Regions from separate parts of the Danio rerio genome. Here regions 1 and 2 are each linked to region 3. A link is a contact called in public Hi-C and Micro-C data. All regions are on one chromosome and are shown on one strand. Each heading gives the region's core, a stretch centred on a gene start, on an enhancer-like site or on the middle of the called end of the contact. The rest is flanking DNA. Distances are from core to core; before and after follow the strand shown.

Region 1 (3,510 bases), core at 117-2,616, 220 kb after region 3:
AAAACTTAAAACATTTCACGCTTATGTTAATTGTGCACCATTTCTACAATGTACAAGTAATCTTTAAAACAGTGATGTAAACAGCATAAACATGAGTTAATCTTCATGAAAATACTCATCATCTAGTTTTTTTTTTATATAATAATATGAGCTAAATAATTCAACAAATATTTCAGTCGAATTAAATATATGCAATCATATTCATGCAGGACACAAAAGAGCAAAAATATAAAGTAGTGGAAAAAACAGAGAGACACACTGAGCCAACGACCAGCCATTGAACAGTCTAGGCCGTCGCTCAGTGCCAGTCAGGCTAGTGGGTTTGGTGAGTTCCACACATCGCTTCTTGTTGGGTTAACATCAGAACATGTTGGACCGATTCAGCATGTAGAATCTGGCTGGTTATTCAGCAATGAATTACAGATCAAGATTTAAAAAAAAACTACAACAGAGTGTCATACAAGTGTCATACACAAGAAAACAATTCAAGTTAAGAAGGAACACACTAAAACCGGTTATAATTTCTCAAATATTTGCAAACAATGTGGATTATTAAGTTCCAGTTTCCCATTGTGGAACAAGAAATTGGACAACTACTTTCCTATGCAGTTGGAGAAAATCACATCCTTTAACGCAGGTGCAGAACACGTGCTCTTGTTTCAGTCTGCTGCTGTCCATTTGGGGTGTTCATGGGCAGTTTTTGGATCCAGACTGGACCAAACAATGTAAGCCAACAACACAACTGGTATTCATCCTGACCATTGGTCTTCCCTGAAAATTTATGATTCAAAATTTATTTTTAATCAGATTTTTAATTAGAAATTTTACTCCATTATTTAAATATATTTAGTATGTCATTTTTGTCAACTCTGTCAACAGACTTTTGAACGCTGCTTTATGTATGTGTAGTAGTATTTTACTGTTATGATCACTGTCATCCAAAACGAGTCGGACTGTACTCCATCCAGGGTCATATTAAACGAGTGTTAAGGGTTTGGTTTGTGACCATCCAATTCATATCCTAATTACCAGGCCAAAGGACAACTATAATGGTGGTTATCCGAGAGGCTCCCTTGCCTTTGAAGAAATGCTACTCAGACAAAAGTCCCAATTACACCCAATTGTCATGGGGGCTCGGAAACAGGCAGCGCCTCCTCAAGACTGAAACGAGATCCTGTTCTGTGGTAAGCCTGCGGTTTCTTTACCTTTTTTGTAGCTCCTATCTCTCCATTGGGTCAGACACCCAGAGTGTGAGGCTTACTCCAAAATCACAGCTAAATGGGTGTAGAGTCCCCCTTCAGATTCACATTGAAGGAGTCTGCTTTCAAAGACACACTAGAGGCTCCTTTTGAAGAGCCAGCGGCCCGAGGTTACTCATCCATGGACTCAATGAAGCCTTTCAGAGCAGGGTACTCATACCCAGACAGACTCAACAATAAGTGTTTGCTCACAAGAGGGTGCCCAGTGCAAGAAGACTGAGCAGTGTCATCACTCCACAACTGTCCATCATCTCAACACTTGCTTTCAAAGCGATTCCGCAGGCCAAAAGAGAAAGAAACAACTAAAGACTATAGAAGCATTCAAATGATGACTTGTTGCATTGGTTTAATAACTATTGTTGGTCTGAACTAAGATATCGCTTTCTTAGACATGAGTTTTGTCACTTTAGCAAATAAATTGACAGTTCACAAAAAAAAAGAAAATTCAATGCCAATTTTCTTACCCTTAGGTCATCCAAAACGTAGGAGACTTCTTTCGGTCTGGAGCATGTACACTAAAGTGCAGCACTACAGGAAGCTCCCTGTCACATAATAACATCAAATAATATCAAAGATTAGGAATCTGTGAAATATGAAGGGGTGCGTTTCCCAAACAATGATGTAACTCACTGCTGAACTATCACAGTACTATGCATCGTATGGGAAAAGAACGATGTAGTGACGAGTGTTTCCCAAAACGGGTAGTCGCAGATCCATCATTTGAACCACGTTAGTTATAATGTAAAACACCCATAATGATGCTCTAAACGGGGTGGACTAACTACTTCTTTAGAGAAGAACCCCATCATTTTTTTGTGCAAATTATATAGTTTTACATGCACAATCATTAAAAAAATACAATATTAGTTTTGGTAAAAACCATGCATTCGTTTTTCAAATTAATTGAAATAAATGTAAATGGCAATGTATGGAGCCTATATTTTCTTTACAAATATTTTTGAGAACATTACATATTCTATTCTAAAACATAAAATCACTTACAAAAGCTAACATGTATTCTAATCTCATATATAAATCATATAAATAAATAAATAAATAAGGCGATTTATAAGGAAATTAAATGTAATATTTATTATTTATTAGGAAATAAAAAAAACTACTTTAATAATAATATTAAAAATAATAATGATGATGATGATGATGATGATGATTAAGTAGGATATTGTTTATTTATTTATTTTTTTAAGTCTACTTTTACAAATTGACACATGCAAACCACTCCAGAATTGTTCTAACCAATAGGCCCATGTCATATACAGTAGGCTACATTTCTTAATAAATATCCTACTATAAAATAAAAGCATCAACGTATGCTATGTTTTTTTGTTTTCACAAACTTTGAAGCAATGACTAAAAATATACAAGCTTTGGAGACTTAACATAACAGTTTTTTGTGAACATTTGTTGGAAAGACGGATTTGGGAAACGTCTAATCCAGGGGTGCTCAATCCTGTTCCTGGAGATCTACCTTCCTGCAGATTTCAGTTGCTACCCATATCAAACACACCTGCCTGTAATTATCACGTGGTGTTTAGGTCCTAATTAATTGGCTCAGGTGTGTTTGATATAGGTAGCAACTGAAATCTGCAGGAAGGTGGCTCTCCAGGAACAGGATTGAGCACCCCTGGTCTAATCAATGAAGTATGTTTGTAACGACGGAGTTTGCGACCTTAGTTGGTTAACGATGGTTTTCGGAAACGCACCCCAGATTAAGACTGTATGCAAGATGTTGACATAACATTGCTTTTACACTGTCACATGTGACAAAATTTATATTAATTAGAGCAATTCAAGTGAAAAGGATTTGACATTTGCAGTAAAATCTTAAAACATAAATTGACAGAGGAAGTATATGTTAACATTATACTGAAACATCTCTTTATATTTTTCAAAACAACTAGCCACAGAGTTGTATGAGCAGAAAAATTCCAATATGTAAACATTTTTTATATTTTAAATGAGGAAAATAATCATGCGTTGTGGATGTGCCAAAAAAGTTAGCAAGTGTACAGTACACAACATACTTCGTAGAAATTCTGTGAATTAAACTGTACAACCCAAAAGAAACAATGCTAATCAAAAGGATAGGAGTAGGATCACTATAGAACAAACATGACTGATTTTATTTTATTTTATTGCAATTATGAGGAAAAACTTTGTTATGGATGTAATGTTTATGGATGTGACATGAAACTTGTGTGACTTGGGTAATTCAAATATAATTGTTTAA
Region 2 (3,241 bases), core at 179-2,678, 130 kb after region 3:
GACACTCAGAGTATACAAGCATTAAAATCTTATTTAGTGTGAGGTACCCACATCGTCAACAATGAACCATTGAAGTAGACAAAGGATTAATGTATTTTGTTGGTAAATTTAAAATAAGTCATAGTAATGTTTTTTTTTTTTTTGTAATTTAAAAATTGTAATTTCAATGACAACATACTGGTAGCAGATGGAAAGAGGGACCATGTTTAAATAATACCATTTAATCAAATCAGATAACTAAACAAGAAAACCTGTTAAATGATCAATAGCAAACAGGCTCTAATAAAGATTACTTACAGTAGTGAGCAATGGCATTGCTCTCAAACAGACAGAAGCCATCATCACCCTGGTAAGCTGGAACCTAAATGAATGAGCATAAAAATATCATATAATCATTCTGCAAAAATGCATATAAACAGATGCAGGGAAAAGGAAAAGAATACTGACCTTGCCCAAGGGGAAGTTTCCAAGGAAAGCAGGGGATCGGTTTGTCTGCCCAAAGGTGAAGGCAGGGGGGGCACTCGCAATCTTCAGACGAGCCCCACTGTACTGGGCAGCAATCTGAGCCTTAAAGGCCCTCCAGTTCTCTGGGTATGTGTAGAGAGTCTACGGAAACATGGTTTAAGATTGAATTGCTGAAACTGATGCTGCTTGTTTGGCATCAGCCCTCTGTAACACAAACTCAGTGCCAACAGAAGCTGCCCCATCATTAAGACCACTCATAGAGCATTACACAGCACTTTCCCTCAGCCAGACACAGCTGACAGCAAACTGCCCTGCAATAAATTACTTCTCACTCAGCGTGTAAACAGTGTTTGCATATTTAAATAGAGAATCAATATTGCCAGAAGACACTGAAGGGCTGAAATTGCTATTTATTTATGAATCTACGGGTGGCACCAAGCTTTAAAAACTTAATTTCTAACAAAATCTCTAAGTGTTTTGACACTAAGAAAATTCACAAGTAGGTGCTTTTAACTAAACTACAAAATCTTGTTTGTCTTATTAATGAGAACCGCTCGTTAATCAACTCAAATCGCTTTTCAGTCAGCCAATATACGCGCTGTACTTTCCTAAATTAAAAGCTAACAACAAATACCGTGACCTCTTGTCATCTAGAAAATAAAAAAGCAAAACATGAGCGTCATAAAGGGGTAAGAAAAACAAGAAACGTGGCACAAAGAGCGTAGCGCTGTTTCTGCCCGTCATCACTCTAACCACCTTATAAAGGGGTGTGGGGAGTATTTACAACAGAAATAATCATCACAACAGCTACAAAAAAGACCACTAAATCATTCTAAACGGAGAAAACATGTGTAGATATAAGGATTGGGGTGATTATGGGGTGATTGCAGATGGAGATGAGCTGATATCAGGCGTCAGAGGGTTTTCTCCCATCTTACTCACCCCTGCCGCCATCTTCAGGACGAGAGAAAGGAAGAACGAGCGGCGCGCTGGTGACGTATAGGCCTGTTCGGTCGCAGAAATAAAACGCAGTAAGGGTGTCAAAGTGAGAGCTGGACGTGCTCCACTTAATTTATTTGGGAGCATCAGCGAAATTGCCTATAAAACATGGATAAATATTAAAATTGCTTAACCTTTGTTTACAATGGTCTCAACCAATAATAAACACATTATATTTTAAATGTTTTTTCCCTACTATAAAAAGTATTTTGAAAACAGATTTGTCCCTGCCCGACAAAAGCTTTTGCGTTCCAGTGAATTCATTCAAGTTTAAAACGAATTTGTTTGGTTTCATTGTTAATTTACATATTGTTTGTGTCCAGAAACTTTAGATATATTTTCAGTAGAAAATTTACAAAATATCTTAATGGAATATAATCTTGCAATTATAAAATATAAATTCAGAATTTTAAAAAAAATCTACAAGTTTTTACAAAATTGCTGAAAAATAAAACGTTATTTAATCATTTAAAATAAAATGTAAAAAGCAGTGGGTTATCTTTTTACTTGGGCAATGCTTGGGAGGTTCCATCTGTATGCATTTTCTTGTCAGAGTTGTTTTCTTTGATGTGTTATCAGACATTACAAGAGTAGCAAAAATCAGCAACTTATACACATTTCTTTAAAAAAGACACAAGACAAAGACGTGTTCAAAATTTTGTGAGTACTGTATTACAAATGAGCAGTACATAGGTACAGACAGGAATTTACAAAAAAAAAATATAAAAATTCTCTTTATATAAGGAGACTGTAAAACTCTAAAAACAATGTAATGAATAATTACAGTCCTTACAAAACATACATGTCAATCTGCTCAACATTTTTCAACAGGCATATTTATTATACCATGTTCTCTGTTGCCTCGCTGTAGAATAAGTCAGGAGTGTCCAAACTCGGTCCTGGAGGTACAGTGTACTCCATATTTTGGTTCATACCCCATTTAAATGCATATGAACCAGCCAAGTATGCTCTAGGTATATTAGACATCCAGGCCAGTTAGTTGGAGGAAGTTGCAGTGACACCTGTCCTCCAGGACTAAGTTTGGACACCCCTGGATTTTCCATCATGTAGAGCAGGGGTGTCAAATTCAGTTACTGGAGGACCGCAGCACTGCAGTTTAGTTCCAACCCTGCTTCAACACATTTACCTGAAGGACTCAATTAGTTGGATCAGGTGTGTTTAATCAGAATTGGAACCACACTGTGCAGAGCTGCGGCCCTCCAGAAACAGAGTTCGACACGTGATGTAGAGCCACTGCTGAGCTACTCTTTGTTCCCATTCGACTTCATCTGGTTTCAAATTTGAACTTGAAACTGTACTACCAACATTTTAATAAAAGGAGACAATAAAAACAGAAAATGGAAAAAAAGAAAAACTAATCTAAATGAATAGGGAAATAATTACAGTATATACACAAACTAAGTATCATCACCACCACAGCAACAACTCTCAAATTTCCCATATTCACGGCAGAGGAATCAGCTCACAAGACCTAGAAGAATAAGAGACATGTTCAGACAAAAGCTTGATATCATCACCAGAAATTATTTAAAGAAGACTTAATTAAAACGTTCTGTTATCAATTTAATAAGTATAGTTTCAAGCTTAAATCGTAGAAAACATATACCCAGGTAGTCATCCATTAAAGATCCAATGGCAAACTAATAAAAAATAAATAAAAGGACAAAACAAGTCATTAAAAACTGTTAATAAACATTGAAAAAATGATTTATATCATCGACATATTCGAGAAAACTGGCATTTACTTACAATATCA
Region 3 (3,412 bases), core at 154-2,653:
AGTTGACGAATCATTCCGCTGTGGTGACCGCTGAAATAGAGACTAAGCTGAAGGAAAATGAATAAATGAATGAATAAATATACACTAAACTTCAAGAAAAAAATTAAAGCTGACAAAATGTCTATAATAAATAAAGCATTTTTAAATATTCTGTCTTAATACACCCCCTTGCATCTTATTTTGTTCTGTTTTTTTATTTTCTATTATTTGTTTTCTTTATTTAATTATTTAAGGTGGTTCTCAATGTTAAGGACTGTATCTGTTTGACAAAGACTAATTAAAATGTGCAAAACTGCAAACGTTGTGTAGATTCATATTTATACCCCTATGTTCTCTAGTCAAGACAATCTCTAAATCATTTTTATATAGGCAGAAATGATAAATACAATCTATTTATTAATAATTTTTTAACTATTTAATGCTTATTCGGTAAAACAAAAACATTATTGTGAACCCTTTGAATCAAATATGTTGCAGGCTGCTGTTTTAAATGCACCAGTAACAGAAACTCAGTTCACTCACCTCAGTCCATTCGTTGTTCTGTGCGTCATAGGACTCAACACTGTTTAGGTAGGACTGACCATCATAGCCTCCGACTGCATATAACCTGTCTCCCAGAAGACAAACCCCCACTGCATCCCGCGGGACGCTCAGAGAGGACACTGTGGTCCATGTGTCTGTTTTAGGGTCATACCTGTAAATGCAGCATTGAGTGTATGAGACTCAGTACAGCAACCTGTGCACAAGCCACTGAATCAAATGAGAGATAATTGCATAGAGCAGTTAAAAAGCAGCGAGTCTGTAATCTAGACAGTGGAAGCCTTTGAACACACAAGCCCTGTGATTATCATCCCTAACAATGAAGTATATTGTGCTTTCAACATGCAGAGTAATAACTGAGTAATGAGGTTAAATGAGTTTGGAGTTCTAATGGTAGTTGTTCATTGATTTTTTTTTTTTTTATTTATTAATTTATTTATATTTAATTTAATAATGCAATTTTTTTTGTTTTAGATTTTTAATAGACAGCATAATTTATTGTGGACTTTTTAAACTACACTGCAAAAAAAAAAAAAAATCCTGGTTGCCTTAATGCTTTAAGCTGAATCAAATTAGCCTTTATCCTTGAGTCTATTAAACTTATAGTATGTTAAACTGACTTAAAACAGCCTGCGTAACTAAAAATTTAGCGTAGCTTAAAAAGTTACTATGACCTAAAAACATGCTGTCAGGACTAATTGATCATAAAATTTATAACAGTGTAGTAAATAAATTCTCTCCACCCAACAGTAACCTGGACAATTTTCAAGTGGTCTCATTTTAATCCATAGTTGTGTGTGTGTAAGCGCGTGTGCTTTGTGTCATCATCGACTCTCATGTTTTATTCCTCACTGCAGCAGTTGTTTGCTGTAGTTTGGACCATCACCAGCAGGAGGTGTATAACACCAGATTACAAATTCACTGTGGTTTTCAACCACATTGCTCAATAACAAGGTAACAGGGATTTCACAAGAAAGTAAGGTGTGTCCAAAATCTCAAATAAATGTGCAAATTATAGTATTTGGCAGTCATAACTATCTACCAGGCCTGCATTTTGTGGACTTATGTTGTCATTTTAATGAAGATAATTAAGTGTTGGCTTTGTTTGTTTTTTTTTCAGATGCTTTGCTATGATAGTTTACCTCTCTACACAGTCTGACAGTCTTGAACAATGGCTTGAAGCTGGAGCGTCATGTCCTCCGACGGCATACAGGAAACTGTTATATGTGGCCACACCCACTCCGCCTCTTCTCTTCGACATGGGTGCACACATGCTCCACTTATTGGTGTGAGGATCAAAACATTCCATTGATCGCAGACATGAGCTTCCATCGCGTCCGCCCACAGCAAACAACCTGCAAATATATACAGGTTTTACTAAATCATCAGAACACTGGGGTCATTTACTGTAGATCATGGAAGTTGATGTGTAATTTGTTAGTAATTTGTTAGCCAGTATGCTTTAAAACAGTTACAGAAAAATCAAATCAATCAATCTGTCTGTCTGTCTGTCTATTTTTTCTAGGCTCATGTGTGTAGATTTAGTGATTTCACTTTGATAGCAATGAATAATTTTTATTTTAATGCTTTTAAGGTAAAATAACTAAACATGAATCTAGGAGGCTGAGGAATGCTCTTTTTAACACACAATGTGTAGTTACACCCCCAAATTCCAGTTAATACTGTACAGTGCCAATAGGAAGCCCTATGTTAACAGTGTCCAGAAGCGACATTAACTTCTCTGGGCTCCGAGGCATCTGGCATGGACCATCACGCAGTGGAAATGTGTTATGTGGTTAGGTGAATAAGTATTTTAGTTTTTTTTTTTTTTTTTTTGGAAAAAAGGAAGTCATGTGATGGACCAAAGATGACACCATTCATGACACCATTAATGCTCAAAAGTACATAAAGATTTTGTAGCACAATATGCTGCCTTCTTTACCTGGCATGCCCATGCATATTTCAACAAGACAATGCAAAACCACATTCTGTACACATTAAAAAGCCGCGGTTGCAGAGGAAGAGAATACAGGTACTTGACTGGCCTGCCTGCAGTCCTGACCTGTCAACAATAGAAAATGTGTGGCACATTTTGAAGTGCAAAATGCAACAACGAAGACAAAATTAAACCTGCAGCAGTTTTAGGGTGTTCAGTCCCTAAACATCTTTTGAACCTTTTGAAAAGGAATGGCAACATTAAAAGAGATAAGTTTTAGTTTCCAATACAAAGTGGGAAAATAAAAAATCATGCAGAACACATTAAATAGTGTTTAAAGTAAATTTTAAAATCACTATTTTCTTTTTTTATTTGTGAATTTAATACTGTCTCAATTTTATAAATAAAATGTATAAAGTAATAAAGGCTGACAAGGCTTTTGTATAAAACTGGGCTTTATTCTGCAATAACAACTGTCTGGATTATTTTTATTTTTACATGGCTACTTGCCACAAAACATAAAAATTAGGCACAAAACATTGTTCTGAAAGATAACAGTATATAAATCTTTTAACACAAAGCTGACAGAAGCAAAAATGGAATGGAGCATATACTGACTTACATATTATTTAGACACAAGACGGCACCAAGCAGCTGTGTGACCGACAAGCAGTGTTTGTGTAAAATTTTAGAAATAATGGAGTTATGTAATAATAGAACTTTTCTATATAATGAGTTACTTTTCTAAGTAATGAGAGAATGCGCTCCACATGGGAACAGACAGAATTAAAGATGGCAGGCCAGAGCCTTACATTTCTGCAATGGAAGTATTCTTATTATTTTGAAAGCATCAAAAAAAGGAAAAGAGAATTGTCTCAATGGGCAGTGATTTTACTTAACTAATGACACAAAAAGTACAAAAGTAGTAAACATATC

What was found. A called contact is a pair of places that touch in the nucleus more often than the background predicts.
Region 1: a contact with region 3 is called in a Hi-C map of an unstated tissue, with 4 times the contacts expected there. The contact joins two enhancer-like sites. A contact is called at or near these places in 2 of 18 Hi-C or Micro-C datasets (caudal fin and an unstated tissue).
Region 2: a contact with region 3 is called in a Micro-C map of caudal fin, with 11 times the contacts expected there. The contact joins the promoter of eef1g here to the enhancer-like site in region 3. A contact is called at or near these places in 4 of 18 Hi-C or Micro-C datasets (caudal fin, embryo, hematopoietic stem cells and 1 more) and 1 of 4 datasets of contacts at active chromatin or transcription factors (caudal fin).

Annotation. Positions count from the first base shown.
Region 1 is chr14:30,909,732-30,913,241 of GRCz12tu, reverse strand. It overlaps a transcript of polr2g not described here. Among named protein-coding and RNA genes, the nearest start is that of arap3, 68 kb to the right of the region's middle. Within about 2 kb of position 1,366, at least 6 of the 62 cell types and tissues checked have an H3K27ac peak or open chromatin away from gene starts, as enhancers often do.
Region 2 is chr14:30,994,308-30,997,548 of GRCz12tu, reverse strand. It overlaps eef1g (eukaryotic translation elongation factor 1 gamma), which reads right to left and starts at 1,428. Exons shown (of 10, transcript NM_173263.1): 1 at 1,408-1,428; 2 at 448-606; 3 at 298-361. The coding sequence starts at 1,419. It overlaps polr2g (RNA polymerase II subunit G), which reads right to left. Exons shown (of 8, transcript NM_199669.1): 6 at 3,235-3,241; 7 at 3,092-3,125; 8 at 2,115-2,956. The coding sequence ends at 2,943.
Region 3 is chr14:31,125,637-31,129,048 of GRCz12tu, reverse strand. It overlaps a transcript of klhl4 not described here. Among named protein-coding and RNA genes, the nearest start is that of klhl4, 54 kb to the right of the region's middle. Within about 2 kb of position 1,403, at least 15 of the 62 cell types and tissues checked have an H3K27ac peak or open chromatin away from gene starts, as enhancers often do. A contact at or near this core is called in caudal fin, where this site is marked.